Regions from separate parts of the Mus musculus genome. Here all the other regions are linked to region 1. The links are chromatin contacts, called in public Hi-C, Micro-C and promoter capture Hi-C maps. All regions are on one chromosome and are shown on one strand. Each heading gives the region's core, a stretch centred on a gene start, on an enhancer-like site or on the middle of the called end of the contact. The rest is flanking DNA. Distances are from core to core; before and after follow the strand shown. Region 1 holds the start of D5Ertd615e (DNA segment, Chr 5, ERATO Doi 615, expressed). Region 2 holds the start of Ncapg (non-SMC condensin I complex, subunit G). Region 3 overlaps D5Ertd615e (DNA segment, Chr 5, ERATO Doi 615, expressed). Region 4 overlaps D5Ertd615e (DNA segment, Chr 5, ERATO Doi 615, expressed).

Evidence for each region. Promoter capture Hi-C pulls out the DNA fragments that hold promoters and counts their contacts. A called contact is a pair of places that touch in the nucleus more often than the background predicts.
Region 2: a contact with region 1 is called in a promoter capture Hi-C map of liver, with 3 times the contacts expected there. The contact joins the promoter of Ncapg here to the promoter of D5Ertd615e in region 1. A contact is called at or near these places in 5 of 39 promoter capture datasets (embryonic stem cells, hematopoietic stem and progenitor cells, liver and 2 more), 3 of 115 datasets of contacts at active chromatin or transcription factors (embryonic stem cells and large pre-B cells) and 1 of 9 other capture datasets (adipose tissue).
Region 3: a contact with region 1 is called in a Hi-C map of embryonic fibroblasts, with 3 times the contacts expected there. The contact joins the enhancer-like site here to the promoter of D5Ertd615e in region 1. A contact is called at or near these places in 10 of 484 Hi-C or Micro-C datasets (the AML12 cell line, embryonic fibroblasts, embryonic stem cells and 3 more).
Region 4: a Micro-C map of palatal mesenchyme shows a contact between it and region 1, with 3 times the contacts expected there. The contact joins the enhancer-like site here to the promoter of D5Ertd615e in region 1. A contact is called at or near these places in 17 of 484 Hi-C or Micro-C datasets (the AML12 cell line, the G1E-ER4 cell line, cerebral cortex and 6 more) and 2 of 115 datasets of contacts at active chromatin or transcription factors (embryonic hindbrain and embryonic stem cells).

The regions. Positions count from the first base shown.
Region 1 is chr5:45,422,770-45,426,142 of GRCm38.p6, reverse strand. It overlaps D5Ertd615e (DNA segment, Chr 5, ERATO Doi 615, expressed), which reads left to right and starts at 1,743. Exons shown (of 6, transcript NR_131933.1): 1 at 1,743-1,907.
Region 2 is chr5:45,668,378-45,671,581 of GRCm38.p6, reverse strand. Ncapg (non-SMC condensin I complex, subunit G) reads right to left here and starts at 1,657. Exons shown (of 21, transcript NM_019438.1): 1 at 1,449-1,657; 2 at 359-562. The coding sequence starts at 1,559. 1600023N17Rik (RIKEN cDNA 1600023N17 gene) reads left to right here and starts at 1,874. Exons shown (of 1, transcript NR_073433.1): 1 at 1,874-2,881.
Region 3 is chr5:45,293,961-45,297,215 of GRCm38.p6, reverse strand. The region is part of intron 4 of D5Ertd615e (DNA segment, Chr 5, ERATO Doi 615, expressed); the gene reads left to right. Among named protein-coding and RNA genes, the nearest start is that of D5Ertd615e, 130 kb to the left of the region's middle. Within about 2 kb of position 1,850, at least 25 of the 459 cell types and tissues checked have an H3K27ac peak or open chromatin away from gene starts, as enhancers often do. A contact at or near this core is called in embryonic fibroblasts, where this site is marked.
Region 4 is chr5:45,276,666-45,279,637 of GRCm38.p6, reverse strand. All of the region lies in intron 4 of D5Ertd615e (DNA segment, Chr 5, ERATO Doi 615, expressed), which reads left to right. Among named protein-coding and RNA genes, the nearest start is that of Gm46912, 120 kb to the right of the region's middle. Within about 2 kb of position 1,512, at least 68 of the 459 cell types and tissues checked have an H3K27ac peak or open chromatin away from gene starts, as enhancers often do. A contact at or near this core is called in palatal mesenchyme, where this site is marked.

The DNA.
Region 1 (3,373 bases), core at 494-2,993:
TTAAAGATTGAATTCTGACATAGTTAAGCCTTTGCCAGTGTTCCAATGTCCTAGAAAATGCTTGAAGCTGAGCTTGGAATCCGGTATGAATGCAGTAAGGAAGTTACCTATTCAGTAACTAATTAAGCATTACAAAAGACAGAACCAGCAGCTCAGAGCTGGTCTGCAGAGTATTTACTAAGGACAGTAGCAAATCTCACCCAAACAAGGGAATGCCATGAAAGAGCCAGGGAATCCCACTGAGATAGAAATCTTTAGTACTGGCTACATTGCATATTAGAAGCAAGTTGGTGAATTCTGACAAATGGAGATTCTCCACAGATACTTAAAAGTTACACTCACACAAGAAATTATCAGGGCCCAGGATAGGGGGGTTGTGGTATTGCAGTATTCATGAGGAGGTCTGCTAAAGTAGAACCCCTGGAGGTGGGCTTAACAATAGACTAGCTTTACACCTGGCTCCCTTCTCAGTGGCAGTGACCTGGTCCCTGCCTTCTTTTGATGTATACATTCATTTTGTATTATGTCACTGTAACTTGGTGGATTGTATCTCGTCTGGTTTCTTGCTATTCTTCTGTATAAAAAGTTTGATGCTTGACTTGACAAATTACATTCAGATTCTACACAATCTCCTGTGTTGATCTGTCTGTCATTCGCCAACTCCTTGCCCATCTGCACCCAGAGGGTCTGCGGCAGAAAATGTGGCACATTTACACAGTAGAGTACTACTCAGCTATTAAAAACAATGACTTCATGAAACTCTTAGGCAAATGGATAGAACTAGAAAATATCCTGAGTGAGGTAACCCAGTCACAAAAGGACACACATGGTATGCACCCACTGATAAGTGGATATTAGCCCAAAAGCTTGAAATACCCAAAATACAATTCACAGACCACATGCAGCTCAAGAAGAAGGAAGACCAAAGTGTTGATGCTTCGCTCCTCCTTAGAAGGGGGAACAAAATACTCACAGGAGGAAATATGGAGACAATGTGTGAAGGAAAAGCCATCCAGAGACTGCCCCACCTGGGAATCCATCCCACATACAGTTACCAAACCCAGACACTATTGTGGATGCCAAGAAGTGCTTGCTGACAGGAGCTTGATATAGCTGTCTCCTGAGAGGCTCTGCCAGAGCCTGACAAATACAGAGGTGAATGCTCAGAGCCAACCATTGGACTGAGCACCGGGTCTCCAATGGAGGAGTTAGAGAAGGGACCGAAAGAGCTGAAGAGGTTTGCAACCCCATAGGAAGAACAACAGTATCAATCAACTAGATCTCCCCAGAGCTCCCAGAGACTAAACCACCAACCAAAGAGTACACATGGAGGGACCCATGGCTCTAGCTGCATATGTAGCAGAGGATGGCCTTGTCAGGTATCAATAAGAGAAGAGGCCCTTGGTCCTGTGAAGTCTCAATGGCCCTGTGTAGGGGAATGCCAGGGCAGGGAGGCAGGCAGGAGTGGGTGGGTGGGTGGGGAACACCCTCATAGAAGCAGGGGGAGGTGGGGGCAGGGGTTTTTCTAGGGCAGAGAACTGGGAAAGGGGATAACATTTGAAATGTAAATAAAGAAAATATCCAATAAAAAGGAGAAGAAAAAAAGAAAAGAAAAGAAAAGAGCATTTTGAAGGCAGTATGCAGTTTGAAACAATTCCACAAGGGGGCAGGCGTCGGCAACAGATGCACATAGGTGCTGGGCAACTCCGTAAGGAACAAGGCTCCTTAGACTCAGACTCTGTGCAGACATAGGATGACAAGCCACCTGCCAGTGCTGGAGACCACTGCTGTGCATGCTGCCGCCTTCTTGTTCATGTACCTCCCCCTCCCTCATCCTTCATGTTTACTTCTTTCACCGAAATGAAAATTGGTTGACTACAGAGCAGACACTTCCTAAACCTCTCAAGGTAGGTGCTTCTAAATGAGCTGTTCACAGCCTGTGGGTGGCAGCCCATTCGGGGTTGCACATTAGGTATCCTGCACAACAGATATTTACACTATGATTCATAACAACAGAAAAATTACAATTGTGAAGTAGCAACGAAAATAATTTTATGGCTGGGGTCACCACAACAGGAGGATTTGTATTCAAGGGTCACAGCCACTGCTCTAAGCCATCGCTCGAGCAGGCCCTTAAAGTCCCTGAAAGAGAAACACAACACAGCACAGACAACGGGAGTAGCCTCCATGTTAGCACATATCTTAGCCCCAGGGAAAGACCTGGTCCCCTACTATTTGTATCAGCACCCCTGGTATAGGTTCTGTCACTCTCCATACTTAGAAAATGGTAAGTGACCCTAGCTTAGGCCCACTTAACATTTATTGAGTACTTACTATGTGTCAAGCTTGTGTCCACCCTGAGATTCTCGAGAAAAAAAAATTCAGTTCCACAATTTTGAACCAAATTTAAAGCAAGCTTTAATTAAATGCTGGCCAGGTAGAGGACTCTGGCCAGGTCTACTCCTGGGTTCCCAGGGAATGGCCACAAGTTACATTTTTCAAGGACTTAAAAAGGCAAAACCCACAATTCATTGCATTTCCCATTAGTTCCAAACCAGGGGCTAACATATATCCTGACATATTTTCCTGCCTATGTGACTTCTGCCTACATCCAATCAAATACATCTGGTATAAAAAAAATTAAGTAAACTTGTTCAGGGGAGTCAAAATGCATGGCTTGTTAATTCCCAAGAACTACAGCTTCCAGTATTCCAGAAAGTTATCTTGACCTTGCATAAGTGGGGCCTACAGGTAAACTCCGACTCTTACACTTGGTACTGGGAAATCTAGCAGAAATCTCTCCTCTACCTTCTCCTCTCTTCCCCTCCCCCTCCCCATCTTCCCCTCTATCTCCTATTTTATCATATGTGTAAGGACGCTTTGTGAAGTAATATCATACACTTAGATTCCAGGAATCAGGCCCCTTACATATTGGGGGCCTTATTTTATCTTACAGTAGACATGGATGAATATACAGGGACACCTCCAAGTAAAGGTTAGCAAATACTGCCTTATGTCACAGCTGCCTCCTTAAAGGCCTTTTTGGGACTCTGCACTCTTTTGGGACCTTTGTGGATAAGGTTTAGGCAGAGGAAGACTTCAGTATCTGAAAGTGAAATCACTTACTAGTAAGTGTAGGCCATGTCATGAGATCCCCTTTCGGGGAACTGGTGACCTGGAGTTAAACCTGGAAGTTAAGGGTGCAAAGAGCTGATCTGTCCACACGAAGGTTTGAGAAGACTTAGAGTAATGGCTGCACTCAGCTTTGCTGAGGTGGATCAAGGCTGTGCACACTTGGCATGCTCATGATTTATCCGGAGGGTTTCATTTTTGCCATGCAACTTTTCTGTTATTTGGAAATTTGTGTGTGTGT
Region 2 (3,204 bases), core at 408-2,907, 250 kb before region 1:
ATAAAAATAAGACAATAGCAACTCCTTACTTGCAGAGACGTTATATTGTATGTGCATACGAGGCAGATGTTATACTCTCAAATAGGCTGAAAAACTATTTGCTGTCACAAAATAAGCCTATCCCTCTCTATAGAATTTCTTTAACTTAATCGCAGAGAGAGGACATTTACACCAAAAGTGAGAATTTAAAGTTAAATTTTTAATGCTGGAGTTATCCTTTTATCTTAATGACAGTTGAGGTTTCCAGAAAAGACTTATCTTATTCACATACATTTTCTCTATCACTGATATTTTACTGTGGAAAATAACAAACATAGCTAAATATATTACTTCCCCAAAGTAGTAGCTTTTACAGTACCTGTAAGAGAAAAGTAAACAAATAATTTAAAATGCCACCATCGTTCTCTTCCTCCTCTTCTTCCTCATCAGACTGGTGAAATGAAGTAACAAACTTGGCTGTGAAGTCCATGACCCTCTCCACGGCAGGTTCACGCTTATATACCACCATAGCATACTTAAGGTAATGAATAAACTCCTCCTGAAAAGCTGTTTTATCATCCATCTGAAAGAGAGAAGAAACGCCTCCAGAAGCTGCATTAATAAAAATTCTTTATTCCCAACACTGCCATAATACTGCTGAAAGTGTTACCCTTAGGTTAAACTCTAAGGTTTCTTAATAAACTATCAATTATCCAAATCAAGGAAGGGAAAATATATCCGCACAAACTTCTCTTCAGTATATAATTTGTACCTCTGAGAAAACACAAAGCATAAATCTGAACAGTGCAAAATTATCTCATTTTTCTCTCAACGCCTTTGGATTATCGGTATTTTTCTTACCGGATTAATGCAAAACAAGCTTCGCCATAAATGACTCAAAATCAACAGCTTTGTGTTTATTTTACTTAGGCCTTCCTAGCATCCGTCAATTTCCTTCTGTCATAACTTACACATTTTGCTCCCTACCCTTGATCACTTTTATATGTCCTTAACTTTCCGTGAACTCCAAAACAATGTATCTTCCTCACATTCGCTGTCCAGTAATTCCCCGCCGCTACACTCGACACACAATTGCCATGTACGGGAAAGACTGGGTGCTTATGGTTTCCCTAGCTGGTGAAATGAAGGTGGTTTTAAAGCTTAGGAGTTGGTTGAAACAACTTCATCGATTGCCTGAGATGAACCAGAGACCTCCAAGGAAATAAAGGCGTCTGAGATTCCCTGCGCAGATCAACAAGTCACTGAGGAACTGAGGATAACGGATAACTCCCCGCATCCCCTGGCGGGATGAGGATGGAGAAGACGGGTGACTGCGTGTGGCCGACGCCGGGCGTTCTGCTCACTGGCTGTGGCCGGGAGACCTCGGGCGAGCCTCGGATCCCATCCCTCCGTCGCGGGGCGCGCAAGGGCAGAAGGCGAAGCCCGGAAGCCGAAGCCAGGCCGCTTACCGCGCCGTACGTGCGGCTCAGCGCCACCACCAGCTTCGCCTGGTTCTGGTGCGGCTGCTGCGCCAGCTGAAACGCCTCCTTCACAGAAAGCCGCTTCTTCTGCGCTGCCATGGCGCCGGGACGGGAACTGCCCGAGAGAGACTGTGGTTCGCGATCCGAGGAGGACTCAGTTTCCCGCGGCTTCCGACACCCTAGCCCTGCAAGGCTCCGAGTGACGGGTTAGCGCCAGAGTTTTCAAACAACTATCGCGGGAGGATGAGATCTCGCGAGACTTCCGCCGGAGGGAGGGTCGGAGAGCGGAGACCTGAGGGTCCCGGAGCTGACTCCACCCTCCGCTCCGCCCCGCTGCTGGGACGCCTGGGGTGTGGCCTGCCGCTCTCCCAATAGGAAAAGGTGTTTGTATGGGAGGCATGGGCGGGGCCGGAAGTAGTGCTGTGGAGGAGCGCGCCTGAAGTGGGCGTTCAGCTTTCTGAATTAAACTGGTGGCCTTCGGTGCCTTGCGGGATCTTGTGGTTGGGAGTGAAGGGAGAAAGCGGAGGACTGCCGCAGCGACTGGCTGAGAACGGGTAAATCCCGAGCGAAGGAGTCGTTTGGGAGATGTCGTACGGAGCCCGCCCGGGGCTTGGGGATGTCAAACTTTCCGAGGGCGTCCTGGACGAGGGCCTCCGCAGTCCTTCGGACCCCGTGGGTCCGGGCGGGAACTGCCCGTCCGCGATGAGACAGTCTGGGGGACTGGGAAGAGAAAGGCAGGGTCAGTTTAGGCTGCAGCCGCTTGGAGATGCTCCAGCGTGACGGATGTGCTTGACAAATCTGCCTAACAACTCTGCTAAGCAGAGGAGAACGCAGACAGTATAAAAGGAATTTGGGGGTCTTGACTAAGATCGCGTGCTGGATATATAAAATTATTTCTAAATGCCTCACCTGGGACATAGGACATACCACTCCAAAACCGGGAAACTTACTTGGTGTGTTGCTTGATGACTTGGGAAACATAAATGCAGCCACCTATTCCGTCTGTACTGGAAATCTACATTGGTGACACGTATCAGGAAGAGGGCTGCCTCCAGACTATGTTGTTCTGTAGGTACTCTGGGAATCCCTAGAGGACCTGGGGAGATAATGATTCATGGGTAAAGTGCTTGCTGAACACACATGAGGATCTGAAGTCACATGTGATATTTCACATACAAACACCAGATGTTAACATTTGTATGTAGTCCTAGCACTTGAGGGTGCTGAGAGCCAGACAGTGGATCTTAGGCTCATTGATCTGCCAAAGTAGCAAGCTTCAGGGTGGCTGAGAGCCTTTCTCAAACAGTAAGGTCTAAAGTAATCAGTGAAAACACTCAATGTCTGTCTCTGACCTAAACATGCATGTACCACACATACAAGATAAATAAAACTTTAAATAAATGATAATAAGATGAGAACCAATATGTGTGTGTGTGTCATTTGTTTTTTATGTAAACAGACAAACTAAAACTTAGAACATATTAATATTTTGTGACAATCTGTGACCTTTCATTTTAGGTGCTTGCTGCCTTTATTGTTTTGTTGATTAAAAAAAAAATGTCTCATGAGTATTTTATCTAGTTATTTCAGTATCAGTGAAATATAAGGAATCTGACCACCAGAGGTCAGTATGACTATGTTTTGATTAGAGTTGTGGATTTTAGTAACGAATGTTGTATGGATTTGGTATGCTTTGGACATCGTAATCGTGGAACTTTTCCAATATGCTACATTAAATTCATAC
Region 3 (3,255 bases), core at 601-3,100, 130 kb after region 1:
TTGAAATAGTACCGTGGTTATGGTTTGGGGCTAAAAATTCCAACTGAAGTGACTCTGCTTAGTTAAAGTTGGTGCTTCAGAGCATGTCAGACTCTACTAGGCACTTTTTTCTTTTTTCTTTTCTTTTCTTTTCTTTTCTTTTTTTTTGGTGGGGTGTGTGTGTCGTCATGTTAAAGCATCTGGTATTGATAACACAAAGGAAGAAGGATTCGTTTGTGCATATGATCCCAGAGGGCTCTGTCCATGTTCTCTTGGCCTTGTGCACTTGGGTAGGACATGGAACATGTGGCTTAGGGTTGTTTATCTCACATCTGGTAGGAATCAGAGAGTGAAATGGGAAAGGACCGTGGACAAGAAACCTATAAATACTTACCCTAGTGATCTATGTTGTCTCCTAATGTTTCTAGAACCTGACCAAATAGTCCCAGCCCCAGGGACCAAGGTTTCCACTCATACTCTGGTAGGGAGGACATTTTGTCATCTACAATCCCAATATTTTCTCTAGACTAGGCCTGGATTAATTTCTTTTGATTACTATGAGGCAGAAGCAAGTCATTGTGTATGTAGTATGCCAGATAATATCCTTTTAATCTGTGATGAGGTGTCTCTTTTCCTGGTCAAATGATCCTGATACCCACTGTTGATCTGTGTGGTTGTGCTATAGAGGGCTACAGAGGAATTTGCCTATAACCTTGAATAGACTGCTGGGTGACTGCTCCTATAAGAGGAGGAAATGGACAGTCTTTAAAAATATTTCCCAATGGTAACAAATTGTGATTCTACGTTGTCAACTGCTTAGTACTTAAAATTTGCCCCTTTTGAGTATAGAAATAAGAAGCATGGATTTCCAAACAAAGGGTTTTTTTTTTTTGTTTTTTGTTTTTGTTTTGTTTTTGTTTTTTTGTTTTGTTTTGTTTTGTTTTTTTTTGGGGTTTTTTTTTGGCAGAACATTTGTAGATTTCTTCTTACAATGCAGATGTGTTAGCCTATCTTTCAGGAACATTCTATGTAACATTCTATGGTTACAGGATTAATAGTCACAGCCCAGCAGAGCCATCCATTATAAGGAGAAGGGGAACAGCGTAGTCTTAATCACCTCCGTGGCCTGAGACAGGTGTCCATCAACAATCACAATGCTAGCAACTGAAGGAGCTGGGGCACTTCCTGTCTGTTGATACTTCCATGAACTTCCAGTACCTTTCCTGAACCTTTTCAACTAGGTTTGCATGTTCAAAGGCACATTGTTCAATGTTCTTTTGTGCCAGAGTCATTTTAGCTATTTTTCTAGAATGAAATGTTTTTTTGTATTTGACTTTGTCACTTTCTACTCTTTCCCTTTCATGTTTCCTCTGTGAATAGAAACTTATGGGGATGCTGGAATGATTAAGGCATTTATACATGTAAGGCACATGGCAAGTGTGAGAGAAAGTTGACACCAGGAACTCTGTCTTTGCTCTGGTGACTACTATTATAAACTTGAAGCTGAGATGCATCACGACATTGGGCAGATTCTTACTATTTCCTAGAACAGCGGTGTCCATTCAACTGGTCTACCTATACACAGGGGAGACTGAATAGTTTCTTGATAAATAACTTGTACAACTCTCCTTTTATCCTTGAAATGACTCACTAACCTCCTTCCTGACACAGCAACATATTGGGGTTTCTACTGGTCTCTGGGCTCCTAGAATTACAATTCTAAGATCCCAGTTGAGCAGCTGGTCCCTTATTTTCATTTCTTGTTGCTGTCATTTCTTTTCTCAGATTTTCAGAGTCCCTTGGATGATGTAAGTGCCCAGTAGGCTTCGGCTTTTGCTATTAGAAGTGAGAAAGGGAAATGACATCACCATGATTCATTCTCTATCAGTTTCACTGGGCTATGAGATGCCCGAACTAGCTGCCTAAACATTTTTTCCCCTGAGGCATTTCAGAGGGATTAGCATTTAAACTGGGGAACTGGACGAAGAAGATCTATTCTCACCAGAGTAAGTTGACACCATCCAACGTGTTTAGGGCTGGGGTGGGACAGAAAGGTAGGAGAAGATTGAGTTCTCTTTGGCTACCTGAGCTGGGATGTGGATCTGACCTTGGTCTTCTGAGCTCTTACCTTTGAGTGACACCACCAGCTTTCCTGGGTCTCTGGCTTGTAGATGGCATACTTTGAGGCTTCTCGATATCTATAATTTGAGTTAGTGACCTATAATAAATCTCACCCTCTATCCTATTTGTTTTCCTTTCTCTAGAGAACCTTGGCACAGGTATTTTTGAATATATGCTGTTATAAACATGGGCTGAGCATCCTGCATTTTTATATTATATGTTACTTAGGGAAGTCTTTGGAGACTGGCACAAATACTGTTATTAACTAGAGTTGAGGCCTCGGAAGTTGAGTGAATACTTATGAAAGTCTTCTAACCCCTGGGCTGCCTGCAAAATCTACATGGTTTCGATTTCTCTATGCCACCTCTAATAGTTCTCACTAGAAGGTGGGAATGAGAGAGTTCAGCAGGGATAAAAAATCATGATCTTATTCTCAAACCTATCATTTGAAGCAATAGTCCAAGGGTTTGGAAACAGATTCTGGAGAAAAGGAAGGCAATGTATGCAGATCAGCATGTTATACAATGGGAAAGACATTGTGGAAACAGAAATGCTTTTTAGAGGCTAATTTAAGATTGAAGGTGTTTTGAAATATGAAGTGTTGGGGCTCTGCAGTGGACAGGAGATGTTATTAAAGGGCATGGCAGATGTCAGAGGTGTAAAAGATGGTGTGAAACAAAGTAGGTGGGAGCTGGTCTGAAGTGAAACAGCTATAAAATTTCTCCTCTTAGGCTTCACTGGACACCTGAAATTTTCATTTTTGAAACTTCTTGTGTTTCAGGGCTATATGATGCCTGGCTACAATGCCCCATTTCTGGTCTTCCACCACATGTAGCAGAGCTTTACTTGAGGCCTTGAAAACCTGTTGGATCACAGAGATGATACACCAGCAGTCTTCCTAAGTGTGCAAGTGTGATGTAGGCTATGTGGTCAGAAAGTAGCCCCATAGCTGTTGCCTTCAGGGACTCATAGCAGGTGCACTGCTGGTGTGACAATGACCTGCCATGCAGAGTGCTCATGCTCCTTGGTCTCTTTGCTGAGATATTTCCATACAAACTCACGTTACAGTCCATTCCTCTTATTATAGATTTTTGGTTTCTCAAGATAAGTATGGGTTTTTGTAAGCTCAGTCCATTTTGTAAAATTATTAATTTT
Region 4 (2,972 bases), core at 263-2,762, 150 kb after region 1:
TTTTACAATTTAGTCATTGCCTGACTATAGACAAGCAACTTCATGCCCATGAGCTCTAGTTTTCCTATTTGCAAAATAGGAACAATAATGTCTGCTCTGTGCTGTTATGAGGGTAGAAATCTAATCTAAATTGTCCCTTAACTCAAAGGCCAGCCCCTAAGAATAAGACTCTTGTCTGTGTTTACCAAATATAGTGTCCTCCTGACTCTTTGGCCAGGACTCAATTTCATGTTTCCTGGTCAGTTGTGAGTGTAGAAGGGAAAAGAGAGGATGTGCGTGTATTAGGAGTGTATGTGGCTGAAATTTGACTCTGTTAAAGCATGCTGTCTCCTAACAGCTCTTCTTTTGGGGTTTGGAGAAACAAAAGACTTCTTCTCTTGGTTAGGAAACCAAGATCTAGAAGCATGAAGTCTCTGGGAGCCATTTCTTCTATTCCTAAAATTGACTCTAATGTGCTCTGTGACCTATGGAACACACTTTTACCTGTCTGAATCTCTGCTTCCTATGACATAAGATAGGTCTGGGGACATTGCTTAGTGTTTAACTTCCTGGTGTGAGCTTTACCTACCTGGTGTGAGGTCTTAGTCTTGAATTTGATCAAATTACAAAAATAAAATAAGGTAAAATGAGGTGGCTAGTCCAGGTGGCATTAGCGACTCTTCAATCTTTGCAGTTTTAAAATTCTATCCAGATTTGGGAGTATAAAAACCTCGAAGTGTGTTTCTTTTCTGTAAAATGAAGGGGTGTGTGGTAGCAACGAAGAGGTCGATGATGGGACTGTTATTTTAAATTGGCCACTTGGGGTCGCTAGCGACTCGAGACTGGCTGATAAGGACAGCAGAATGCCTCAGGGAATGGATTCTGGGGGCGGTTGATGAAATTTTCTTTCTTGTCTCTCCCTTTGGTTCTAGAATTTGGCAGAAAACTTGATCGCATCATTAGTGTTGAACAGCTCTTAAGCACGTGGCAGAGGACTGTATAGAGCCTAGGCTGTGGCAAGGTAGCCATGCCCATCCCCAAAGAGAAGAGAAGAGAAGAGAAGAGAAGAGAAGAGAAGAGAAGAGAAGAGAAGAGAAGGGAACAGAAAGAAAATAAAAGGAAAGGAAAGGAAAGGAAAGGAAAGGAAAGGAAAGGAAAGGAAAGGAAAGGAAAGGAAAGGAAAGGAAAAACAGAAAAGAATTAGACAAATATCGGAGATGCAGCTGGTCCTGCCTTTTGATTACTCGGTGTGCCTTGACTTGAAAAACCGGTTCTGCAAGGTTAAACTGGGTGGCATAAAACCTGACTCCGAGGTAGTGTAGTTTGTCCCATAGAATTCGGAATCATCAAAGGCAGAGAGCATTGAATTCCCACGGAAGCCCGCTGAGTAGGGGGTTTTCCTGATGAGCTCTGCTGATGAGGAAAATGTAGCGGAGAAAGACGCAAAAGTCCCAGTGGAATCCAGTGAGGGATCACCTAGCAAGAAATAAACAAAAGAGGGCCAAGCGTCTTTGCACTTGGAGCTGACAAGCTCCGCATAATGTAACCCTGTCCAGAAGAGCAGTACCCTGCTCAGAGCATGAGAATAGCTTTCTGCAGTGCTGTGTAAACAGTCTTTTTCACTAGCCTTCCTGGCTGCTAAACTGGGAGAAGCTTAAGTGGAGGAGGAGGAGGAGGAGGAAAAGGAGGAGGAGTCATCGTCAGAAGGATCTTAATAGAGACAGATTTGGAACTCCCACTGTCCCCTTTCAGGTCTTGAATTACTGTTAATTTTGTTACACCCATCTCTCTTCTCCTAATACTTTTAGAGAATGACAATAAAGAGTCTGCAAAACGAGGGAAATCCACTTTGCCAGGCTGGTCAAAGAGACCCTATCTAGGGGCTGCTTCAGATGGAGGTCTTCTGCAACAGAAGTGAAATATCTATGCCCCAGGTGCCCTTCAGGGGTCATCTGCAGTACCCCTTTGCAGTTTGCTGTTGGGGAGCAGCTTACAGAAAAGGAAAGTGTTTGTGCCATTGTTTGGGGGCTTTCCTTGTTTGCCCCCTCCAAACCTCCAAGTCCAGTCCCTGGTAAACTGTTGGGGACTCTGGAGACTTCAGCGTCTTTTCAGTTTCTTCCTAAACTGTACATTCACACCCATACTGTTTATGTGCACGATCCCCTCTGGTATGTGTCCAGCACAGTTACAGAAACGTACTACGTCTGGGTGCACTCAGGACTTTCAAGGGGTTAACCTCTTTTTTTATATTGCTATCTTCTGTGAAATGGAATAATGCTGGTATTTCCCTAAGGGTGTGATGGGTAGGTTGTAGCAATGTTGAAGTGTAAGGTGATCCAGACTTAGTGACACTATGATAGGTACTATTCCTTGAACTTTGCAGTCCATGATGGTAGCATGTATAACGACAGAACATTCAAAATATAGCTACTGGTGCACTGAGAACAGACTGCCCCGAAAACACTATGGGACATCTCCAGCAATTTTTACACAGATCCTAAGTTTATGTTGTAATTGGTTGCAAATATGTGCTTGAATAAAGTGCCTTTTAAAAGTTAATCTTATGCTACTTTTTGAAAATATGGCTACTAGGCAATTATTATACAAATAATCATGATAGAATATTTTTTTTTACAAATGGCTTATATTTGTATCTCACACTTTATTTCTGCTTGATTTTGCTACCCTAGTCCCTCTAGGACTCATCTGTCTACTAAAATACTACCATTCAACACTACCAAGCTCATTTTGCAGAGCCAACATTACTTGGTAACAAAACAAGAAAGAAAGAAAGAGGAAAGAAAAAGAAAGAAAGAAAGAAAGAAAGAAAGAAAGAAAGAAAGAAAGAAAGGAAGAAAGAAAGAGAGAGAGAGAGAGAGAGAGAGAGAGAAAAAATGAAAACTGTAGATTATTTTCCCTGGTAAATATTTTTAAAATCTCAATAAAATACTTGCAAATTGAATTCAAGAACACATTAAGAACATCCTACACTG